Regions from separate parts of the Mus musculus genome. Here region 1 is linked to region 2. A link is a contact called in public HiChIP or PLAC-seq data. All regions are on one chromosome and are shown on one strand. Each heading gives the region's core, a stretch centred on a gene start, on an enhancer-like site or on the middle of the called end of the contact. The rest is flanking DNA. Distances are from core to core; before and after follow the strand shown.

Region 1 (5,188 bases), core at 802-3,301, 560 kb before region 2:
AGTGCAGCAGTGTGTCTTGGTAGCCTTGGGGACATAGCAAATCTCTCCAAATCTCGGGTCTCCCATCTGTTAGGTGGGGCCCAGTTACGAACGTGGCTCAGAAAGTATGAGTAAGATAACATAAAAGGGTCTAGTCCAGTGCCTGGCACAGACATGTAGCATAACTGTGAGAGATAGGCTCGGCTTCACCTCTCCCTCAACCTCTGTGAAGTCAGCTTCAGAGACTATATCATAGCTTCAGAGACTATATCAGTCATTTTGTATAGTTCTGGGGCTGTTGTTTGGTTGGTTTACAGGTCAACTTCCTACTGTTTTTGAATTTGTAAAGCAGAGATGAGGAATTTAACAGCACAAAGAAAAGCCAACTGAAGGAGCTGGTTGCTCTTCCAGAGGGGCCTGCTTCAATTCTCAGCACTCACATGGTGGCTCGGAGCTGTCTGTAACTCCAGTTTCGGGGATCCAGTGCCCCCTTTTGACCTCTGTAAGCACTAGGCACCCATGTGGTGCACAGACATACATGCAGGTAAAACATCCATACACATAAGAAAAAACAAACCAAACAACGACAACAACAAAATCCCTGAAACCCAACAAACCCAAAAACCAAACAACAACAAAACCCCAACCAAACCAAACCAAACCAAACCAAACAACAACAATAACAAAACAAACTCCCAAACCCAACCAAATTAAAAAACCACCCCCCAAACCAAACAACAATAAAACTTGCCTAGCTAGTTAAGAAACATAAAAAGTGCTGAGCTAACCAGAAGTTAAAATGGTAAAGAGCTGCCAGCTCACCGCAAAGTCCCCAGCAGGGAGATTTGCTTTGTTACTCCCTCTGCAAAGGACCTGGGCTCTACACAAGAGTATGTCTGAGCTAGGACTCTGGTTTGGTCCACACACATGCATGCAGTAAGTCCTTTCTTACCTGGCAGGGGTTGTACCCTGAGACTTGGGATGAAGAAACAGTGGGAAGTAAGGAGCTCCCATTTATGAGCTCCCACCCACTAGGCCTCCATAACCAACATCTTATCCACTCTGTGACTGGTTAGTCTATAACTTAGGCACAGTAAGAGGTTAACGACAATAACAAAATAGAATGATCATAGCAATATGTTATAATAAACATTATGTGAATGCTCTCTTCTCTCTCAAGAGTTACTTGAAAAAAAAACAAAAGCATTGTTCATAGAACAGCTCTCACCCTACAGCCATGATGCTTACAGGTTGACAAAAGGCAGGTCGTCTATCTCAAGGATAATCAGGGCCACGGAGAAGAAGGAGCTCTAGGAAGTCTGGGACTAAGTCTTTCTGCTTTCTGCAGGCCTGGTTGTTAGGAGACCAGAGCCTGTAGCTTCTATAGCCACCCTCTGAGCATGAGAAGGAAGCCAAGCCAAGAGAAATAGCTCCTCGTAGGCCTTTAAAACCACTTCTTCCCCCAAATTTCATGTATGAGACAGAAACCTTTCACATGTTAGTTCATTTTTAATTGGGAGCAAGATATTGTCACCTAGGACCCCTCCCAAGTCCCTGTCCCTCCTCCATTGCGGTCTAGATTTAAAGAGACTTTGTAGGATTGATTTGGGCCAATACCAAGCTAGGTTGCCACATGAGTTCCTAATGTGTGCAAGTAGCACTAGCTCCAGCATTTTGTGCTAGGACACTCAGGGACACCTTCCTGAAAGACAAAAGTCCTGACTTATCCAGAAGGAAGCATTAGAAGGCCGGGGAAGGGGGTTGGCGGTTCGGGCTGAGCAAGAACAGAGATGCATACTGTGTATCTGACCCACACCCAGAATAGCAACCGATAGAATGATTGATCCTGGCTGGGACAAAGACAGAGCACCCAGGCAGTCTGAGGGGAGGATGGCCCCAGATCTTGGGTGTAGCTAAAGAGCCTGGACTTTGCCTGTAGATACAGAGAAGCATTGTTGCCTTGCATGACCCGACAAGTCACCATTAATGGGACAGGTCACCAGCTGCAGACAATGACATGGCAGGGAGTCCCTGTTCTAGGCTCCTACAGTGGTGCAGGCTCAATACAGCCCAGGCCTAAGCTGAGTGGACAGAATGGAGGTGAGGGCCGGCCAGTGCGGACACAGATGCACCGATCACAGTGTGAGATGAAGGCGAACCTTGCTCTGATCGGACCTTTCCCCTGTTCGCAGCAAGGGCCAGCTTTAAAGTAGCATAACCTTGTTAGCAAAAAGAATGGAGTTTCCACAGCAGGATTTGCTTTGTTTGGCTTTTGGAGGGAGATTATCAGTTTTCTGTTTCTGTTCTCACCACACCCTCTGACTCAGCCCCTGTGCCACAGGCGTGTCCTGCTTCTCAGAGCAGCGTGGTAAAATAAATTTCTGTTTCTTTGGCAAACATTTCAATTTAAGTAGTGCATTCAGTTGGTTTTAACTTATACTTTTTTAAAAAATGCTTGTTTTAAACAGAGGCTCACTCTATAGCCCAGGCTGGCCTGGAACTCGCAATGTATCACAGGCCCGTCTGGACTCATAGCCATCGTCCTGCCTTAGTCCAAGTGCTGGAATCACAGCTGTAAGTTACTGTACATGCTTTTGGTGTCATTGAAAAGAAGCCCTTGGGGACTTTGTTTTTTAAAGCGAAGAGGAATGAGCATTTGTAGATTTGGCTTACAGATGTGATGAAGTGTCAGAGGTTGTTTGAGGAGCATTGTGAGTAAGTCCTGTTTGAGGGCCAGGAGCCCTGCCGTCTAGCAGAGCCCTTTCACTTCCTCTCAGACAGACACCTTCAGGGGTCCTGGACACACCCCCTGCCATTGCTGTCCTTGTATTGCTCATCCCCTAAATTCATTCCCTCTTCTGTGATTTTAAACCTTTGTCTTAAGAGCAAATACCAGGGAGTTCTCAAGTGGGTAAGGCGACCTGAAAGGCTTTGCTGTATAGTTAACACTGGGTGCTAACGATACAGAGCTTATTTTGGTTGGCTTGCTGGTTTTATGGGTCTGAGGCAAGGTTAAACCTTATCCGACCCCTGTTCTTAAAAAGCAAGCCAGTCACCAGTGTTCCTCCAGGTTCCTGCCTCTGCTCCTACTTGAGTCACCACTGTCCTGACTTCCTTCAATGACTGAGACTGGGACGTATAAGCCAAATAAAACCTTGTCTCCTCAAGTTGCTTTGGGTCATAATGTATTTAATAGCAACAGAATGCAAAAAAACAAAAACAAAAGCAAACTAGGACACACACAATGTTTTTTATATTATAGGCTGTTCCAACTACTATTACAATTCTCTCTTACTTAATGGCAGCCTCAGCCTCACCTTGTACATAAATACAATTTAAGACGTTAGTTCAGCCAGCCAAAATGCTGGCTTTACATATCAAGCAGTGGGCATCAAGGTCACAGAGGGACAGGCATGCTGGAGAGCCACTTTGACCCACCGGCCTAGCAAAAGACAAATGCAATTTGGGCTGTACAGACAGGCTCCCTCTACGGGTCATGTGGAGTTGGAACGGTAAGAGCAGAGTGAGGGTGACTCTTAACAAACAAGTGACTTCTGAGTTCATGTCCTGCCATGCTCTCAAGCCACAGGAAGGCCTAGGACATCTGCAAGCAGAGGACAGTCCTCTCCCAAAGGAAACAAGCTGCTGGCTTTGAGTGCCCGCAAGACCCTGGTGCTACCTTACTGGATTGCTCCTTAAAACACAGAAAACATCCCAAGCACCCTCCAAACTCCACCTGCTGCTGTCAGCGGTGGTGGAAGGAATGGAGCTCGAGCTCCCAGAGCTGAGTTAGGAAACTCAGAACCTCCACAGGCCTGGAATGAAGCCAGGGAACATCTGGCCGTGCCCTGGAATGAAGCCAGGGAACATCTGGCCGTGCCCTGGATCTTCAGCCTCCAACCTGGAAAGCCAGAGTCTACCAACTGTGCCATAAAAAAAACCTAAAACAAAAACAAACAAACAACCCCCCCCAAAAAAAAACCAAACCCTCCTTTGTTGCGCTACGTATTACACTTTATGAAATGAACAGCTAGCATCAGGACAAGGTTAGGTAGCCCGGAATTCACTAGAGCCACACATGGAGTGTGTAAAAGGTGGGGGAAACCCAGCAGGTGCAGCGAACACCACCCAGACATCAAGGGACATGGAGCAGAACCCAAGTTAATATTACATCTGACCTAAATAAATCACTTCTCGGAATCCTCGATCGGGAAGGGGGTGGGGTGCTGAGAAAACACACCCAGTATGAGGAAAGGGGGGGGTGGTATCTGACAACCTGTGAACCAGTTTGCCTTCAAGAATGATCCACAATCAACTAGAGACATCCCAAGAAAAATAATCTGATGGTATCCCTATGAAAAAGGTGTAAATGGCATACTAAGGAGCCCAGGAGGGGGGTTAAGAAGAAAAGCACCCTAACTTTCATATTCCAGATATAACAATGGCTAACTGATTGATCCAACTTTCTATAAAAGGTATTTTTGCATGTTAACACTAAGAATAATCTTTCTTCAAAGTGGGATCATAGAAACATTTCACCTAATCTACCTTAGTTATGGTGAGAAATGGCATTATTTGTCTTTGGAATATCTTAACAGCTCCATTACACTACTTCACGACATCGTTCAACTGTTTATGATTTCACACTCGGTCAAGAAGAGCCAGCTTAAGGGATTCAGTCGAGTGCTCCTTGCTCGTAAGAGCTTGTGCTTGTTACTGGAAGCGCTCTGCTTCTATCGGAACTGTTGCCATGCGTGTTATTTTTCTCTTTCCACTGTTTGATTTTAATTTGGGGAAAAAGCTTAAGTCTGTTGACCAGCAAAGGGCTTGCAACTGAAAACACGTCCATCCAAAGAAACAGAAGAGACTCATGTTGAGAGCTTAGCTGCGGACATAGTGACAGAGTCCCAGGTGCTCAAAGGAAGCCAGCAAAGGGGACAGGATGGAACTGACCAGGCATCTGAGTGATGCGCATTGTTATCATGAAGGACTGTATAAACCGCACACCAGCCTGGAGGAACTAACTGCAGCTAAAACGCTGCAGCTGTGTCGTTGCTTCATGGCTTATAAATCAAGAGGAAAAGAAATAACCCACCCCAGAACCTAAGAAACACGCCCCCACTCAATGGTCCTATACAAGTGCACCCTCTTGATTCAGCTGGGGCTCTTCTTTCTCTGCTAATCTGTTCCCCAATTAATGGCATGTGTG
Region 2 (4,839 bases), core at 1,199-3,698:
GAAAATGTAACCAACCTTCCTTCTTTCCTTCCTTCCTTCCTTCCTTCCTTCCTTCCTTCCTTCCATCTATCCTTCCATCTTGTCTGTCTGCATGTCTGTCTGTCTGCTTTTCTGTCTTTATTTATTTATTTATTTATTTATCTATCTATTTATTTACTAGATAGAACTTTAGCATCTTGTGACAGAATGTCCTGGCCCTCTACCAAGTATGTAGACTTGTTCCCCTGAGGCGTGTCTGTTAGGCAGTGACTCACAATGTAGTCGTCTGATGGGAGCCCCCCTTTGGCATATTCTCTTTTTATTTTCACTAAGTATTTCCAGACTCTGCCAGCTGAGGAAGATGTTCAGCTATGGCCTGACTACACAGCCTCATGTGCACCCAGCTAACACGTGGCAGCCAGTCTCAGTGGTCAGAGGAGTGTCATGCCTTTCTCGTTCAAGACTAACTTCCACCCCGACACAAATCCTTTGAGCACAATGGGCCTTTGACCGATTCTACTCAGGAAGAGATGCTTGTTGGTGGATATAGTGATAATGACAGTGAAGTTCAGTTGCTGGATCCCAGAGGATTGCTGGGAGTGATCATAAATTAGGGAACATGAGTTTTGGAGACTTGCAAAGCAAGTATAATGGGAGATGGAAATACAAGCAAACCAACCCTAAGCATTCATTTAGTTATAGATGCTACAGATTTCCCCACCAAAAATTACTTCACCAAATGACCTTTTGTTCTGGTCATAAAGGAATATGCCTGAGATGTAGCTGAGACATTTTAACTTAATTACATGATACTGTTGTGGCTCCCACAATACACCTGGCCTCTGGGCAATGGTACTTAGGGAGGAAGCAGGGCTGGTAGAGCCTCCCAAGGCCATGGCATGGATCCACTGGCACTCACAGATGCTCACTGCCTGTGGCCTTGGGTTGCCATCCACAGTGGAGACTTGAATAGGGTATAACATCAGAAGGTCTGGTTAACACTTAATCACGGTCACCCATCAGAGAAGGCGAGGCTCACATTGTCTCATTCGTTAGACTCAGCTTTCCTACCACCGGCTCTCATCTCACTCCTAGCATATCTACCAGGAACAGCTTCTGCCATTTGTGACTTCCACCCCTGAGTGACATACTAGAAAGCCAGTCTGGCTAGAGAGCTGCCGACTTTTGTCTAGGCTTGCAGATTTTGGTAACATTTCTTCCATAGTGTGTAATTCCAGTAGGAATAGCAGGAAAAAGACACCAAGGTAGCCCAGAGCTAGCTAGCCATAGACTCCAATCCATCCACAGACAGCTTGAATGTTAGGATGCTTCTATGCCCTTGGGAATAATAAGGTCAGGGAAACAACAGCACTGGCTAGGGAGTCAATCTTGATGAAAGTAGGGAAGGGCTAAGGCCACTAAGCTGCTACAGGAGAGCTAGGGCCTTACAGAAGGGCAGCCATTATTAGCCTCCTTCATGGTCTTTTCCTGTTTGTCAGAATCCCAGTATCCAAGCAGATGAATTAAAACTAGTGAATGAAGGAGCCACCAAAGAAGATGACTAAGGAACTGCTTTCTGAATTTGCTGGGAGGGGCGTTTTCCACATGTGGTGTGTGGTGTGTGGTGTGTGGTATGTGGTGTGTTGTGTGATTTTCCTGCGGCTTCAGAAAGACCACACCAGGTCAAACAGTTCCACATGAGGTTTATTGAGAGAGAGAAGGGCAAGGTGGCCTCGGAAAGAGAATGGGGAAAGAGAGAGAGAGAGAGAGAGAGATATGGAAGGGGGCTTTTTTTATATATGGATGGTGACATAGTCACAGGTAAAGATAGGAGGTGAGCCAAGTGGATTCTGGGAATATGGTGGCTCTTGCCTTGGCAACAGGTGTGTGGGTCGAACCTATGTGATGTCACGGGTTTCAGAGGTCCTGATACCAACAGTGTGTGGTCTTTGAGGGCCTCTATAGGCCCCATTTCTTGCTGTGAGAATTACCTCCTCTTTCAACACTTCGGGAAGAGCTGTAAGCCTAGATTCATGGGGCTGACTTCAGGACCACACCAGGATGTCAACTCCCTTTCTGAGGTGGGCATAGTGGAACCTCTTAGAGTTGAACAGCAGCAGCAGCTGCTGTGCTGGAGCTCAGGAGGGCGAGCACAGGGAGTTTGGGGCCACTCTGCTCAGCCATGCACCCAGAGCATTGGAGGTGGGATTCGGGGAGCAGAGACTGAGACTGAAGCAAGCCAGGGACTGCTGTAGTTCTGGGTGGCTCTACTTCTTGCTTCAAAGATTCCCCCTGGATCACCCCAGCAATTCCCAGTTTTCTTACTCAGCAGCTCCTTTTGTGATGTGTTCTCTTCCTTATTGTTTATCCGTTAGCATTAGTTCCTCCAGGATGAAGGGTTAAGAGCTGGCCTAGCAGTGAGTCACTGCAGAATGGCTAACATCTTCCAAAGAATGAGCCACAGTTTCTCTCTCTTTGGCCTTGACCTAGCTCCTGTGGTCAGCCCTTCCGTAAAGCCCCTCCTTCTTCTGTTGCAGCAGAGTGGCCTCAGTCCTTCCCTATTTCCATTTCGATTCACCCTCCCCAACCCCCACACCAGTGCCTTTTCCATGACCTTATTCCCAAGGCTTGGAAACATCCTAAGCTATTCACATTATTTCATCAGACCCAGGGTGCTGGCACGCGGTGACTCCCTGCTTCAGCACCAGCCAAGATTAGGGGTGGATGATCACATTACAATGAGACGGAACTCTCAGGACCCAGAACAGAGCATTTCACTGTCCCTCTGTTTCCTGTAAAACATAATTCTGGAAAGTATTCATATTTTGCCTTCACAGCTTCCTGCCCCTGGTAGAAAAGGGATTTCACCGAGCACCCCAGCAGTTACAGAGCCTGCACAGGGTGGCTGGTCAGAAAGTAGGGCACATAGAAAGGATCCAAGCCATTCAGGAGCCTGCACTGGGTAGCTAGCTAGAAATGGGGCCACCCAGAAAGGGTTTACACACACATCACAGTAGAGCTCGGGGTTGGGGGTGGGGGCTCTCTACAGGCAGTCAGTAGCTGTCTCTCAGTACAGCAGCCTGTGGAAATGCCAACTCTAACTTTTTTTTAACACAGGAAGGGCAAGGAAGTTGGCAACTGTTTTCAAATGGGCAAGCTAGTGTAGTCCCTTAAGAAAGGGAGAACTTGAGACTTTATTTCCTATACCTTTGGTCTCTGTCTTCCAAAGAGACCAAGGGTGTAGCTGATGTCAAGAACAATAGTCCCCATTGTCACCATTATCATTTACAGGAAATAGTCCAACTGACTGTGAGGTGTTTGGGTCAGCTAAACACAAAGCCGTAGGAGTCCTGCACTAGGTTTTTGGTGATACCGTCTTTGAGAATCTTGGGGTCTCTAGAACTCCATTACTTCATTACTCATTTTATAAATGTTACACCTCAATGATTAGACAGTTGGTGAGTGGTGACAGAACTGTGTAAATCCTGGTTCGCCAGGCTTCTACCTTGTCCCATCAGGATGAGATGGACTCAGTACCAGGTTCTGTGCAAAGATAATGAATCCGAGTCTCCTAAACACAGACACAGACATTCGACTCAGAAAGCTGGGAGCCCTGTTAGCTCTTCAACGCTGTTTGCTTGCTCAAATCCAGTAATTCTTAGTGAAGTCCATGCTAAGAAAATCTCTTAATTTTGGAATCACTTTAGACTTTCGTGTAAGGTTCAAAATCATATAGTGAGGTCTCATCTGCTTCTGCTCACTTGGTTCCTTCTAATGTTGGCATCTTATAAACTATGTACATTTTTCAAAATTACAAAAGTCAGTGACAAACTGCTATGAACTAAATCCCAGACTTTTCCATATTGCATCAGTGTTCCCTCCCAGGACCACACACTGTTTCAGACTGCAATCCACATCTGCTCCAGCCCTGCCCTGTACTAAGGCTGCAGCTATACTAAAAAATAGAATACTATATTCTATATTCTGTGCTCTACTAAAAAATAGAATACTATATTCTGTGCTCTACTAATATAGCAATGGCACTCTTGTACACATGCATAGCAAATAGTATGTACAAAAATGTTTATAGCAGTATTTTTCAGTGGAAACAAAAGAATAGAATACGTAAACACATTTTGGTATTTCTGTATGTTAATATATATATGTAGAGTATTTGAATTCTTTCTATCCCTGTTAGCTTCCAAGTGAATGAGACTCAGGCAATGATTTATTTGGCTTTGGCACAATTACTAGGGGAATTTCCCCTCATCTAGTTTTCTAGTGCTAGACTGTTAATTCCCCAGCTATGCTTGCCGAGGACTTGCAGTTTGGGTCTCCCCAGGTTATTTCTGTTCCATCAGCCTGTCCTCAGGGTCTGCTCCACTTCAGGTACATGCTCCTGGTCCATCACAGCTAATGAGGACCTTCTCTTCTCTGTCTCCCTCTCCTAGACGTCCTTCCCCTTTTCTTTCCTCTCCTCATGGTCCCTAGCCGGGTAACTGAAACTCCACCTACCTCCATTCTCCCCAGTAATTGACTGTAGCCACTTTTATTTAACCAGTAGCTTTAAGCTGAGAAGTCAGGCTTATACAACAAAGGCTAGCATGTGTGGAAATTTGCTCATCTGGAGGCAACCAGACCTTGGAAACCAGTATTTGGCATTTAAATACGTAGCAACACCAGACCAACCCCCATTATATACATAAATATTAATATACACATGTACCCATGCGATGGAATGCAATGCAATATTAATATACACGTACCCATGCGATGGAATGCTATACAGCAATGAGAAGGAGCAGATGCTGTGCCGCTCTGTGAGACACCGCCACTGTTCTGGCTAAGAGCAAGAACTGT

The links. HiChIP or PLAC-seq counts read pairs in DNA pulled down with a chosen protein or histone mark.
Region 1: an H3K27ac HiChIP or PLAC-seq map of extraembryonic endoderm stem cells shows a contact between it and region 2, with 15 times the contacts expected there. The contact joins two enhancer-like sites. A contact is called at or near these places in 4 of 39 promoter capture datasets (the 3T3-L1 cell line, liver and stem cell-derived epiblast-like cells), 4 of 484 Hi-C or Micro-C datasets (the C2C12 cell line, embryonic fibroblasts and myocytes) and 3 of 115 datasets of contacts at active chromatin or transcription factors (embryonic limb bud, extraembryonic endoderm stem cells and stem cell-derived neural progenitor cells).

The regions. Positions count from the first base shown.
Region 1 is chr6:54,361,719-54,366,906 of GRCm38.p6, reverse strand. All of the region lies in intron 3 of 9130019P16Rik (RIKEN cDNA 9130019P16 gene), which reads left to right. Among named protein-coding and RNA genes, the nearest start is that of Prr15, 37 kb to the right of the region's middle. Within about 2 kb of position 2,051, at least 35 of the 459 cell types and tissues checked have an H3K27ac peak or open chromatin away from gene starts, as enhancers often do. A contact at or near this core is called in the C2C12 cell line and extraembryonic endoderm stem cells, where this site is marked.
Region 2 is chr6:53,799,825-53,804,663 of GRCm38.p6, reverse strand. No RefSeq gene overlaps it. Among named protein-coding and RNA genes, the nearest start is that of Tril, 19 kb to the left of the region's middle. Within about 2 kb of position 2,448, at least 84 of the 459 cell types and tissues checked have an H3K27ac peak or open chromatin away from gene starts, as enhancers often do. A contact at or near this core is called in the C2C12 cell line and extraembryonic endoderm stem cells, where this site is marked.